3 separate regions of the Mus musculus genome follow, and all the other regions are linked to region 2. A link is a contact called in public Hi-C data. All regions are on one chromosome and are shown on one strand. The core of a region is the stretch at or near the end of the contact, and the rest is flanking DNA. Distances in the headings are between cores, read along the strand shown.

What was found. A called contact is a pair of places that touch in the nucleus more often than the background predicts.
Region 1: a contact with region 2 is called in a Hi-C map of cerebellar granule neurons, with 4 times the contacts expected there. The contact joins two enhancer-like sites. A contact is called at or near these places in 2 of 15 datasets of contacts at CTCF or cohesin (the NIH/3T3 cell line and pro-B cells) and 3 of 484 Hi-C or Micro-C datasets (cardiomyocytes, cerebellar granule neurons and cerebral cortex).
Region 3: a Hi-C map of cerebellar granule neurons shows a contact between it and region 2, with 2.6 times the contacts expected there. The contact joins two enhancer-like sites. A contact is called at or near these places in 2 of 15 datasets of contacts at CTCF or cohesin (the NIH/3T3 cell line and pro-B cells) and 2 of 484 Hi-C or Micro-C datasets (cerebellar granule neurons and cerebral cortex).

Annotation. Positions count from the first base shown.
Region 1 is chr15:41,080,106-41,084,972 of GRCm38.p6, reverse strand. The region is part of intron 5 of Zfpm2 (zinc finger protein, multitype 2); the gene reads right to left. Among named protein-coding and RNA genes, the nearest start is that of Gm46502, 92 kb to the left of the region's middle. Within about 2 kb of position 2,987, at least 7 of the 459 cell types and tissues checked have an H3K27ac peak or open chromatin away from gene starts, as enhancers often do. A contact at or near this core is called in cerebellar granule neurons, where this site is marked.
Region 2 is chr15:40,385,115-40,389,555 of GRCm38.p6, reverse strand. No RefSeq gene overlaps it. Among named protein-coding and RNA genes, the nearest start is that of Gm41311, 44 kb to the right of the region's middle. Within about 2 kb of position 2,830, at least 2 of the 459 cell types and tissues checked have an H3K27ac peak or open chromatin away from gene starts, as enhancers often do. A contact at or near this core is called in cerebellar granule neurons, where this site is marked.
Region 3 is chr15:41,062,201-41,066,875 of GRCm38.p6, reverse strand. All of the region lies in intron 5 of Zfpm2 (zinc finger protein, multitype 2), which reads right to left. Among named protein-coding and RNA genes, the nearest start is that of Gm46502, 110 kb to the left of the region's middle. Within about 2 kb of position 2,540, at least 8 of the 459 cell types and tissues checked have an H3K27ac peak or open chromatin away from gene starts, as enhancers often do. A contact at or near this core is called in cerebellar granule neurons, where this site is marked.

The DNA.
Region 1 (4,867 bases), core at 1,738-4,237, 700 kb before region 2:
GGGCATCCAAGTTCCCTGGGCTGGCACACTGGAAATTGTTTTATAGGATACCCAACAATTCCTAGGAGGGTTTTGGGGGAGGGGGGAATCAGACTTGATCTGGATGTGTCTTTACTGTTTGAGCCAATGGATGCAATAGATTTATTAAATTACTTTTTTTCATGATCAAGGGAGATGGACAAACGGCTGAGCTGCATGCCAAGTTCAATGTTTATCCTTTATCCACTTTACAGAGGAAAACACACTTTTTATGCTATTTATATTAAAATGGTTTCTAATGTATTATAGGAAGGCTTTCATTTTTCAGCTCTTCTGTAGGTAGCCTTTCCCTGCAGTTAATGATACATTTAATTGCTTAAGAACTGGGAAACTGGTAACTAGAGACTGAGCGTTAAATTGTTAAAAGTCAGGGAAAACCTATTTTCTGCTTTTCTCATAATTTTTTCTAAGTAAACTTAGAGACAAATCCAATTTTTAAAATAACAAACTACTAACCAAAGCAGCCAGCTTAATATATCTAACACAGTTCTGGTGATTTTTAGGATCTTAACTGGAAAGGAAAAGAAAGAAGTAGACCAGGAAACCCAGAGATACATACAGCAGGACATTCAAATGTACTGACACTAAGAAGATTGTGGTCTTTCACACATGCTATAAATAAGCTATACACCAATTGAGGCCCTGTTTATATAGGGCTTTTTGTACTATGTCAGTATTTAGAGGATTTGGAGCATTATCTTTGGCTATGAAACCTGGCTCATGACCAGTCTCTGCCTCTCTATTAACTTAGTTAAGTTTTCCTCAAATACCAGGGGATAACACATACAAACAGTAAATATACATAGGAATGATCATTTAAGAAATTATTTCATGCAGTTGTTTATGGGAATATTTTTGTTTCGACAGGACCCACAAAACTCACTTCGTTAAGCTGCAAAGCAAAACTAAATAGAGATGAGCTGTCAGTTGGCTTCTCAGACATCACATGAATGTTCTTCGACGAATAGTCTGAACACTTGAGGTTACAAATTACTATGGCCATATGCACCACACAGACCCCTTGTAAAATGCTAGTGAGACTCTTTCATAAGCACGCTAAACTGTAGCATCTTCAAGAAACACTTTTTTTTTTTTTTTTTGCACAGTAAACCAACTTCTCAGATCACAGGACTTGTCATTCTAAATATCAGAGGTTTTTATCACTTAGCATAAACTCATCAGGAAATACTGGTCCGAATGGAGTTCAGAAACAAAGAAATGTGGTCATTTTTCTTATTTCAAAGGAATTAGCTGTAAGAAATCAGAAGCACTGCCGCCTTAGGTAGTTTCTGTGACAGGAGGCTACGTAACGCTCCGCTCCGTGCTTGCTAACTCGTGTTCTCCCCGAAGGCTTTCCTTGGCTTCCTCTTGTAAAGGATTCTCACTAGATCTTTTCACTCTGGAATGGAATTCACTCTACTTGTTTGCTCGCTCTTCTCTCTCTCTCTCTCTCTCTCTCTCTCTCTCTCTCTCTCTCTCTCTCTCTCTCTCCCTCTCCCTCTCTCTCTCTCCTCTCCCCTCTCCCCTCTCTCCCTCTCTCCCTCCCTCTCTATCTATCTATTCTTTCCTTTAAGAAAGTGTTTCTTATGGAGATTTCCTTTTTCTTCTTCTAGGAAGTATGTAGAGCCCCTTTCAGAAAATTGAACTGAGTAATTAAGCTCAGATTCTGATTCCTGTTGAAGTGTACGGGCAGAAAGTTTTGCCCTGTAAACAAAAATGGATTCAGAATTTTCTGAAAACATTGTGAACTAAGGGTTTAGAAGATATAAGACTCAGCAATGAAGCAAAGACATTTGTATGAATTTTTTTCATTTATTTATTATTAATTTATTTATTCACTTTACATCCAGATTGCAGTCCCCCATCAGTCCCACCCTCACAAACCCATCCCTTCATTACCCCCTCCCCTTCTCCTCAGAGAAGGAGAAGTCCACCGTGAGTACTAACCTGTCCTGGCACATCATGTTGCACCAGGACTAAATGCACTCACTCCCATCGAGGCCAGTCAAGGCAGCCTAGCTAGGGTAAGGGGGCCCAAAGGCGGAGCAAAAGGATTCTTATAGTCTTTAGCATTCCTGGGGTGTGGACTGTGTTTCCTAAGGTCTGCTATGGTTGGACTCTGCAGCAACTTACACCAGCACATGATGTCAGCCATCAGACTAAATAGTCCTGGCCATCCAGATTTCAAAGGACCAGTCAAGGGGTGACATTGCACTGAAAGAGCAAGCTGTCAAGAATTTTACCCGCTGCTGATAAACTGATTATAGAGCTGCTTAAGACTCTGCTTGTAAACAAAAGCATTTATCAACTAATAATTTGCAATAAACTCATGCAACTCCCAGCTGAGCCCCTAACTGTAATTGTCTTTACCATCTGCCTATTAAAATACCATTCTTCATCAGCAATCAGGAGCAGAAGGGAGGAAATCTCCACCAAAATACACAACTTGCAAGCTTATGAATAATCGGAGTGCATTCTGCACTTTCATTTCTGACTTGTGTGTTGGGTGTTCTTAATTTAAATTCTTGCCCAGCCTGGGAGGCTCAGAAATCAGGTGGAGGGGAAAAGAGGAGGGGAGGGGGAACTGACACACTGTGCCTGCTGCTCTGCAGAGGCATAAATTATACAAGTTCATCATAGGAGGCTGTTTTTAATTTCTTTTTCCCTCTTTCCATTTCTCTGTGTAATATGCATTGCAGGATCACAATGAAGCTCCCTTAAGCACCAGGCTAGAAATGAGCCTCTCAGTGCCTCTGTCAACTTGTCCATTTCTATTAGACTTCTTTGTTTTGCCTTTCTATTTATTTATTTTTTTAATTCCCAGAAAGTAATCGATTTTTCTCTAGGGAGCTAGATCAAAAGTGTGACACCAGTGGATGAGGTGAAAGACTGGCATCCCCTGCAGCAACTGGTCAGATCCCTGGAACAGAAATGCCAGCATTTGGCAGGAACCTGAGTTTTCAGCCTTGATTTGCAATCACTCAGAGATACTGCCCAGTTACAGCTCTCGTTGTGTCCTGTGTCCTGTGTGCTAGGAGATGTCCTGTACACGTCACCTCTGAGAGATGGGCTTCAGCATCAGCCACATGAAGCACTCAGAACTCCCCTAAGTGATGATCTTAAGAGATCTGTGGGCAAAAGCAGCCAGGAGAGGGGATTGCATCTTTCTGCAAGCCATCTTTAGTCAACATATTCCATACCTTGGTAAAGTTTATTAGCTTTTAAATATATTTACCCAAATGTTCTCCTAACAAAACATGATACTTATCAAAAAAAAAAAAATCCCAACAACCATACAGTATTAAGCAATCTGTGATGCTTGGAAAATTAAAAATTATAAGTACTATGCATTATTTTCATGCTCTTTTGTTGCCCAGAGCATGTTTCCTGTTTCAGTGTTTCTCTCTTCTCAGGGAGCATTTTATCTGTCCATAAAAGCTCAGTAATTCTGAAGGAGATCATGGGTCGAATGTGTCCTACAGTAAACAATGGCTATCATTTGTAATTAGGGTTCAAGTTCTAAAGATGACAATGTGTGTTGGGTTTTCTTATTGCAACATATAATTTTAAATTAATGTTTATGCTTTTATTTCACTTTATATGAGCTTTCCTTTGAGTAATTATTTTTCTTTACAATCAACTGTTAAATATAACGGAACTAATAATTTCCCGCTGTGGAAAAATGACAATGGCGTGCATGCACCTGTTTTTTACTCTATCTGGTTTGGCAAACAAAGTTAATGGGAAACAGGGATTCTAACTTTCTTCCCGGGCTGGGGAGGACCGGAAGTGTAGGCAGAACTGCGTGAGATTCTGTTGCTTTAGCATTGGAAACATGAAATATTTGAACAAAGCCTTGTTATCAATTTCAAGTAACACAAAAATCATCCATGATGCTAATAGTGCGATGTACAATTTCTACCAAAACATCTTTTCTTTTTATCCACTTTTCCAGAATTGAAAATTCTTTAAATTGTGGAGCTTTAAAATTTTTTTTTAAAAGATGAGTAGCAGCTGTGGGTCGTGGTTGTGCTTCGGTGCGCTGTGACTTAGTGTGTCTTTTATTATGTTTAAGGAAGCTCATAACTAGTATAGTTTTAGTAATTATATGTTATTTAAGATTATATAATCTAATACATAAGATTAAAATCTGGTGTCTCTTTTTCTTTTCTTTTCTTTCTTTCTTTTTTTATTTAAAAGGTTTATTTATTTTATGTATTCACCATTGTTCTCTTCAGACACCAGAAGAGGGCATCAGACCCTATTTCAGATGGTTGTGAGCCACCATGTGGTTGCTAGGAATTGAACTCAGGACCTCTGGAAGAGCAAGCAGTCAGTGCTCTTAACCACTGAGCCATCTCTCCAGCCCAAATCTGACATTCTTAAGTTGCTCATAAACGTATAGAACAGTGGTGTGATGCTTCATTTATTTGGGTTCTATTTCATTAATTTTTGCTTACGTCATGGTGTAGGTAAATTCAGAGAATTTTAATAATTCTAACTTAACCTTTAAAGCATAATTTATTTTTATTTCAAGTGTGTGACTGTTTTGCATACATGTATATCTGTGTACCATGTGTATGCCGGTGCCCAAGGAGGCAAGAAAACCATCAGATCCCCCAGTACCTGAGCTGTGGATGAATGTGAACTGCTGTGTAAGTTCTGGGAATTGAAGCTGGGTTCTTTGTAAGTGCAGCCAGTGCTCTAACCACTGGGCAATCTCTATTCACAGCCCTAATTTTTGCATTAGTATCTAAAACTTTCACGATAGTTTATTACAAATAAAATCTTTTTTGAAAAGCCACAGTATTTCTACCATAAGGCAAAT
Region 2 (4,441 bases), core at 1,581-4,080:
TCACTCTAACTGAGACCACAAGCAATTTTAGTAAAGACCTTAAACGTTATCCTTTAGAATGCCTTCGCTTTATCCATAATTAAAACCAAATTCTGAAAGGAGAAGGAGGGGGGAGAGGAGGAGGGGAAAATAGGTGAAGGAAGAGGTAGAGGAGGAAGAAGAGGAAGGAGCAGGAAAAATTGGAATATATAAATATGCAAAACAGAGGAAGGGCCAAATCACTGGTTTCTCTTTTAAGATTCAGAGAAAACGTCCCTGTTTATCAAAGCTACTATCCATGGTACTAACTAGAATTCAAATAAGAAAACTCCTAAGACTTAGTAAAACCTTCATACAATTAAATAACATCTAGGTGTTTTTTTTTTTTTTGATTTTTTTAAATTTATTTTAGGGGAGAAGAGGGCTATGTTAAGAGATTTTTAAAAACCACTTCAGGTTACTTGGATGGCCCAACTGATTGCCATAAATTCTCTGTTTCGAGAATAATGAATACCTCTTTGGCAAGCTCATACCTACACCCTGGTCTAGCAGGGACAGCTGTTGCCCTATTTGAAGCCCAAGAAATCAGCACTCGTATCCAGTTCCTGCAAGACAGAAGACTTCTGGCAAAAATGGCAATGTTCTCTTACAAAAATAGTAAGCCATCATCTGGATAAAGTCAGGAAGGCTGATGGCTGCTGCCAAAGTGAGATTTTACAGTGCTGATGGGAAGTCAATACTAAATGAGACAGAAATCTTGATAAGGGATAATTTAGATTTAAGGAAGATGTGGAACATGCTGGATTCTAAATATTTAAAACAATTGCTTAGGCAAGCTGTGATGCTTTCTTTAAAAAAAATACTCAAATATTTTTGTTAGGTATACAACTGCAAAACGCTGTGTGTTAAAATAAAATCATATTTTAAAACAAGTCTATGTGACTACATGCATTCTTTTGAGGGATTTTTACCATGAAGTAGAACTGAAGAGGGAGGAAAGATTGGCAAGAAAAGTGAGATTAAGGATAGATCACATTTATTTTCAACAATATAGTGTGGTGATTATAAAACCCCACTGATCTGAAGCTATAAAATGTAGTATATATTCTTCTAGAGAAAACAACCAGTCTCCAAACATAAATAAGTAAGGAAGGAAATATGATTACTAATTTAAAAAAATTATTGTCATAACCTGGAAAGAAGAATTTCAAAGAATGCTATTCTAACAAAATCTTACAGCACTTTATGAAACTAAAACATAACTTTGAAATACACCCAAATTTCTTCTTGCAAGTTTATGTACAAGTCAAGCCAAGTATAAAAATGAAAGTATCATTATATTTCATATTACTGCTCGGGAATTCTGGGAGGTTTTCTCTTCCCAGGTACTCGGCAAAGGAAATAAGATCCCTCACTGAGAAACCAAGAGTGATATTAAATTTCAAAAAAAGCAAAGCAGAGATGCACAAATTCCCCCAACAGAGAAAAATATTACTCCCAAGTCAACACGGCCAGACTGCCATATTTGAATAAACAAACATATCTGGAGAAGGAAATATCAGCTAATAGAGAGTCAGTCAGCAAGAAAAGCATACAAAAGAAGATTCGTAGTGGCAAACATTGGCAGTGGCCTCTCAAGCACTGTCCAAGAGACAGGAAGTTTTTGGATGTCAGTCCATCCTCTCCAGATGGAATAGAAAGCCATCTCTTCCATGGGGATGAATGTGAGGAATGACATATCAAAGGATCTGGCAGCATTACTGGTCCACCATCAGTTACAGTCAGTATCCTAAAATGGAGGCAGCTAGATTCTTTATCTTGTTATATATAAACTTCAGTTTCTATAACTCTGCTTTGTCATCTTGATACATAATCTTCTAATACAAGTTACATATCTTTAGAAATAGAGTATGTCACACTGCATCAAGATTTCTTGAAAATTATTTCTTTCAATAAACCATTGTTACTTTATGGATCTGTGTTCTCTATCAAGGTGGGATCCATGGAAAAGCAATGTCTGAGGCACAAAGCTGTGGAAGCATATGATGGTTTGATGATGGTTTGATCTGCTCAAAATTCTGTGGTCCATATAGCCAATCTTGCCTATGAACATTCATGGTAATTTGCTACTTAAAAACCTATCAGCACACTCTCTCATCCAACACAGATTAAACTCATAGTGCTGCAAGACATTTGTAGTCATCTATCTAGTTTAATTTGGTATCTCTATGAAGAAAGAAACATAGATCCAAATGATGTACTTCTGATGAGTTCTACTCAGACTAGCCCACTTAGAATAGAATTAGAATTCATGATTCCCTCCTGCACTAACATAGCTATTTTCTAAGTACATGTCCTGGAGAAGGCACGCAGGAAGTATTGACTTACATACATATAATTATAAAAATGTCAGAGTTCTCATGGAGCTGTAGTAATATTGTGAACTAGGCAGTTTGTAGGCCCTACATATAGTTTCCAAAGTTTGTAGGCCCTACATAGTTTCCAAAGGCATGTTCAATATCCTGAACTATCTTTCCTAAAGCTAAGTAAATACTTACTGAAAGCCTAGGACAAAACCAAAAGTGATTCTATTGAGCCATATATATAGGAACCTCAGTGTGGAGTCAAAAAGGCTGATCTAGAGACTGACTTCCATGGCTACAGAATCTGTACAGCATACTGTACAAATGCTGTACAGATTCAAAGACAAAGGCAATAAGCAAATCATTGTCTTGCCTAGGTCAAATGCTTGGGTTATATGGGAAATTTTTATAGCAGACTACTCACAGGGAGAGGATACATTGAAATTTGAGAGGGCAGATGGTACATGGAGATTAACTTGGCTCCAGTTTGCAACTCTGACTCCAATGACCAGGACAGATTCTAGTCCTGCTGTGGAAAACGTCAAAATCAGTCCCTAGGTCTATGGCAACTGGTTTTGCTAGGATGTGTACAAATAAAGTCACTTGAGCACCTTTGGAAGCCCAGAATAATATAGAACCAAAGTAAGTTTCACTCTAGTTGTAGGGTGGTTAGTTTTCCGGCAAGTTCTCATATTCAACTCCAGGAGTTAGCAATGTCTTTGGAACTACAGACAGTGATGAGATTGATCTTGTTGTAGACTGCTAATCTACCTTCAACTGCTGCTTGATACTGAAACTCAAAGAAAGAGATTTTTAAAACTACGTCTTTGCTATTGCTCACGAATTCTTAGAACTCTGCTGACCTGGATCTGGGTTTGCCAACTGCATTTGGTTTTTAGTAGTCTCCAGTTAGCTGACAAAGGCTAGCTGCAGATGGGAATTCACCATGATATTTTTTATATTGCCTAGAGGCTGGTTAGAAAGTTACTGGCACCCAGAGTTTTCATCACTTAGAAGCCTAACTTGAGTCTTCTTTCTTTCTGTGGCACTGAGTTGGGCTCCAAGAGAGCTATCAGAATTACTGAAGACTTGTGGAGATCAACATTCAACACTGATACACTGGCGGGCCCCTCCATCATTCCACTGCCCAAAGCCACAAGTATGATTCAGAATCAAGCAGTGGAAATGGATTCCACTCTGGGTTAGCAAAGGCAGCAAAATTACCCTGAGGAAGTCTTGGTGTGCAAAAAGTATAGAAATAACTTCTGTACCACGTGACAATCTGTCACATTCTGACACGCAGACGCACTTGTTCAAAGAGGGAAGTGGAGTATAGGGCATAAGTGGGGCCAGGTGGCATAAAACGCTTCTCCACTGTCAGCTATGAAATTGTTTTTTTCTTTTCAAATGCTGATCTCAGTTGTTGATAATGGATAGGGATATTACTATAAAGACTTTTAGAGTAGAAGTAACCAAAAAACTGTCTCATAGTGAGGTCAAAATTGAACAGGAGCTTGAAAACTAGTTTCCTGTGGCTGCTTCTGTTAATTGAGTATCACTTGGTTCATTACAGCTACTTAGTATTTGCTCTTGTGCATCTAAATGGACCAGATGCTTGATAGCAATGGCAACTCTGAAAGGTTTGTGGAAGCCATTTTGCAAACAGAATCAACTTTCTTTCATGTTACATAGCTTTGAATAGACCTGCTATATTCTTATCCCTCTCCCACTCTCCTTCTCCCTCTCCCTCTCCCTCCCCCTCCCCTCCCCCTCTCCCTCTCCTCTCCCTCTCCTCCCTCTCCTCTCCCTCTCCCTTTTCCTCTCCATTTTGCACCTCCCTCCTTTATCCCCTCCCCCAGAAGAGATAAATTTATCAGTTTCTTCTAATCCTCGTGCTCAGAGATCCTTACCTGCAATAGAATCATTCTTGGTCTTATCCCAGGGAATATTTAAAAATTGTGTAGCTAGCCTTAAGAAATTGGTTTAGGTTGAAGAACAAGGGTTTGTGGCACCAAGGGTGGGTGAGGGGCAAAAGGTTAAGGAATACTCTACTGAACAACCTTCCTCAACCCCTTGATAACTTTTCCTAATTTATCTCT
Region 3 (4,675 bases), core at 1,291-3,790, 680 kb before region 2:
TTTGAAAGAGGAAATAAAAATACGAAAAAGGCAAACCATATTAAATTATTACTATGGAATTAAAGCCGTATAAACTGGTCCCTTAGACAGCTCAGCAAGTGAAAGTTCTTGCCTCACAAGCTGACAACCTGAGTTCACTCTTCTCTTCCTCTGGTGGAAGTGTCCCCTGAATATTGTGATCTAATCTCCAGACTGAGCATACAGCACTTACCCTCTTTCCTGTCTGCCTGTCTGCCTGCCTGCCTGCCTGTCTGTCCCTCTCTTCTCACATATACAGACACAAGCATGCTATAAGTAAAACATCAAAGCCGTATAACACAGCCTTGGTCTTTTATATACTCCATATTTTTCTCATACCCTCTGCATGCCCATTACAGACCTGAAGAAAAAAGTGATGACAAACACATTAAGTTTATGTGCTTTTATTTTAAATACAAAGCACTGACAAGTTAGGCTTCAGCCTTCTGTGGAAATGGTTTGATGTTCAGGGTAGGGTTTAGGGAAGCTCAGCACTAATGGCACAGCAGAAAGCTTTGCTTTACCTTCTGCTTTTCAAATACACATTGCATAAAGCCACACCCAAGTTAGATCCTAACAGGTGCTCCCCTTTCCTAAACTGTCCCCCACTTTCTCCTGCACGGGATTCTTCTTCCTTCAGCCTGCCTCATACAGATGGCAAGGTTCTTTTTGGGTTACATTGTTCTGTCTGTCTGATACTTTCTCCACACCATGGCTACTCTTATCCATGGCCAACACATTCTCCGAGCATATAGCACGCACCAGAATCTATTATTCAGCATTCTGACTCTTCCCAGATAAGCCCTGGCACTCTCCCTGGATGGTATCTACTCACTGGTGCATTGTTGAATTCAGACAATTCGGTTGAACCTGCTGTACCTGTGGGAAGGAAGCCCTTCTGTCTTGTGCACAGTCTTATCCGTAAAGCCCACCAGAATGTCCACAACAAGTAGGCAAGCATAAAAATGTGCTAAATGAAGGAATGCCATTATTCTCATAAATGGTCAGGAACATTAAGGGGGCACCATTACTGCAGGCACTAATGAGCAAGGTATGAAAGAGAGGGGCCATGGTGGATGGAATGAATTCTTGGTTGAATTCACTCGTGCATAAATGTATCCATCATTTTATCATGTCTTTTTAGGATTATACTTTATGATATTGAAAGGTCAAGTTCCTTGACTCTGGGAACATACTATACAATTGGGTAATGAACACAGCTAAACACACAAGCACAATTGTGTCTGTGTTATTCACACACAATTCTGATATCAGGCCCAGTCATACAGTAGTGCTTGCTAATGCAGTTTAAGGGAGTAGAAAAATCACTGTGCCATCAGTGGTAGGAAGCTTGAAGAAGGGAGATGGGATTTGAGTGGATGCATTAAAACCCTGTGAGGCTGATTTTTCAGGCAGTGAGTGAGTGGTCTTGCAGTAATGAAAACCTGCTCACTAGTTTTGTGTTTACCTTTGTCCATGGCAAGAGAGCTGCACTCTTCTGCCACAATGCAGATAATACAGGAGACTGTGAGGGGTGTGTGTGTGTGTGTGTGTGTGTGTGTGTGTGTGTGTGTGTGTGAATGGGTGGAGATTAGATTCTCAGGCTAAATGGTAGTTTGTTCAAGTTTTGTGAAGACATGGCTTAGCTTCAAAATTCTTGGGGCTTGGAAGGAGAAGGAGAATCAAATGAGGAGGAAAAACAGAGCACACTATGCTTTTCCACCCTAAAGTAGCCCCAGACTACTGCCAGGTAGCTACCGAATACACAAGAATATCCCTGGAGTATGTTGAATTGGCTAAGTCAGATAAGGACATCAGTAGATTTGCTAACTATTATTACACATGTCACTTCGGGGACTTACCCATGTCTTTTGAATTGTACTCATAAAATGCATTCTAAATACAGTTAGCTTTTGTCCTGAGTACGAAGAAAATTTTAATTTGGATTTAGGTTTTCATTTTTAATTACACAGGTGACTGCTTAAGTATATCCATTAATATAGGAAATTAAAATGTTTACTTAATAATTTGGAATTCACTGTTGTTTTATAAACAGACCAAATGAACCTCGTGTAATCTGTTTCTAGAGTAACGCATATGCACTTGGCCAGTGCAGGGTTATCTGTCTCCAACTTATACGTGTAATATGCAATGAGAGTAAGTGATGGGCCTGCTATAAATTTTCAGATAAAATGCCTTTAGACATTGCTCTAACAAGACTCACATGCTATTAGTATTCTCCCCGGGATCAATTTTAAAAGTTGTAACATAATAAAAAACGGTTGGACTATATTTTCCTACAGCTTTCGTTTTATTATGTTGCATGAAATATGCCTTTATTGGCTATAGCATTACTGGAGGTAAAATATACCCGGTACTGAAAAATTCTGTCACTTTGTATTAGCTGTAAATTATTGACTAGTATAAACCCTAATTTCATTTGTCACATTCTGTTGCATTGCTGCTCGTCCCTGTTCCCATTCTGTCATTCTGGCAGGCCCGTGCTGCCCCAGGTATCACGGCATCGCCATCTGCACCCGACATCTGTCTCTCTATTGATCACACGGGTTTAGCACTTGATCAAACAGAGCACAACAGAATACATCTCTTTTTGCAATACTGCCAATGCCAACTGCTGCACAAAATCTATGACAAAAGCCTCCCTTTACCTAGTTTGGAATCTGCATTTCTGCGGCTCTGCCTTGCTCTCAAACTCAGTGTTTCCTCTTTTCTTTTATACTGAGCAGGATTTACATTAACACAAATCCATTGTGTATATATTTGAGAATTAACCAGACTGAATGAGGCCCAAGCCAGTGAAGAAAAATAGAGACCAGGATACTTATGGAATTAATTCATGTTGGTTAGGCCTACCTAGGTAAATATCCTTGTCTCCTTTATTTGTTTTGAGGACGTTTGTGACTACATAAAATCTTTTCTGGCCGGAGGAAACGAACATTCCATGTTGTGTTACCTGATTTAGAGATACCTAGACTTTCCCTTGTGGGGCAGCCCTGGAGAAGGCTATGGAAGCAAACATAGATTTCTAGTTAGCTGCAGGGGAAAACAGGGTATTTTCAAAAGGGCTACGGAGGTGTTACCCGTGTGACTTTCACTGTCCTTAAGGAGGGACCACATGCACAATCAGAAAAACCAGTGCCAAGATGTTGCAGAAAACAAGCAACACAATGGAAAGATAAGGCTATGGGGAGACATTAAAAGAAGGGAAAAACCAGAGCGGCAGCCAGCCAGCCTTTCAACTTCCCAGGAACACAATGGTAGGATTAAGGTCTGCAGTTATGTTTGCTCTCATATTTTCACACTTTCCACCGTGAGACAAATTGTTTCCAGAGAGAATATCTTACACTCACCGTGTAAACAAATAAATAAAAATGCCCTTAAATTTTTAAGACTGATAGCCATATCATGTTTAAAACCTATTCAATATCTTACCAGCCAGAGATTGCATACTTTATTTATAGCCTCACAAATTACCTTGCGGGGGAGGGGGACAGAGTGAAAGCTTCTGCCTTAAAAATGATCAAGTTTTTTCTTTTAATTTTAACTGAATAATGGTGGTTATAAAATTGGAAACCACTGTTTTAAAAAAGAGGCAGTATTAGTTATAAGACAAGTGGTTTCTATGTATTATTCATTCGGTGTTTTGTAGCCAAATACATTAGATTATATAGTGGTGCCAACAAATTAATATTTTAGCGCTAATTGAAATTGTTCTTTCCACAAAGATTAAGCCTTTTCTACCCACCGCACTTCAGTCATTAAATAACACTTTTAATGCCTTGTTGAAATGATGTCTGACATTAATACAAAGCTATATTAAAGCACTCAAATGACCAGTTCTTTTGTGATGTATTCTATATGATCACACACTGGGTCAGAGTGGGCAGTATGCATGAAGTGGTATCAAATGGAAGCTAATTAAAATATATTCTTTATAGAACTTTACAGAGAAAAGGAGCAGCAATCATCAGAAGGAATTCTGAAAATGGCACTTTTAAAAGACTTGCAGCATGCTTTCTTCTTCTCGTGTAAGGGTGATTTTTGACATAAAGGTTTTATTGTGGGCTCAAACCTTCAGCTGGAAAATAATTTTTATGGTGTCAATAAAATTGTAAAAACACTTTCAGATGCTCTTTAAATATAATTTTTATTTCCTGGAAAATCATATTTCGTTTTCTAAACAGAGCTTTTTGGTATTTGCTACCTTCCCTTCCAACTAAAGTCTTGAGGTCAGTGTTAGTAGGTTTTCTTTTTTTGTATGTTTGCATCACTCTGTTTCTCTGTTAGGACCATTGCTATAGCACACTTGCATGCACACAAACACACACAACCGCAAACCACACACACACATGCACGCACACACACATAAACACACACGCACGCACTAGGCATCTAATCACACACACACTGGATACACAAACACCAGAAACACACACACACACACACACAGTCATACACACACACACACACACCAAACACACACACAAACACCAGAAACACATACACACACCAGACACACTGTCATACACAAACACACACACCCCAGAAACACACATACCAAACACACACACACACACACACACACACACACACACACACACGCACACACACACTTACTTCTCCAGACTGTCACACA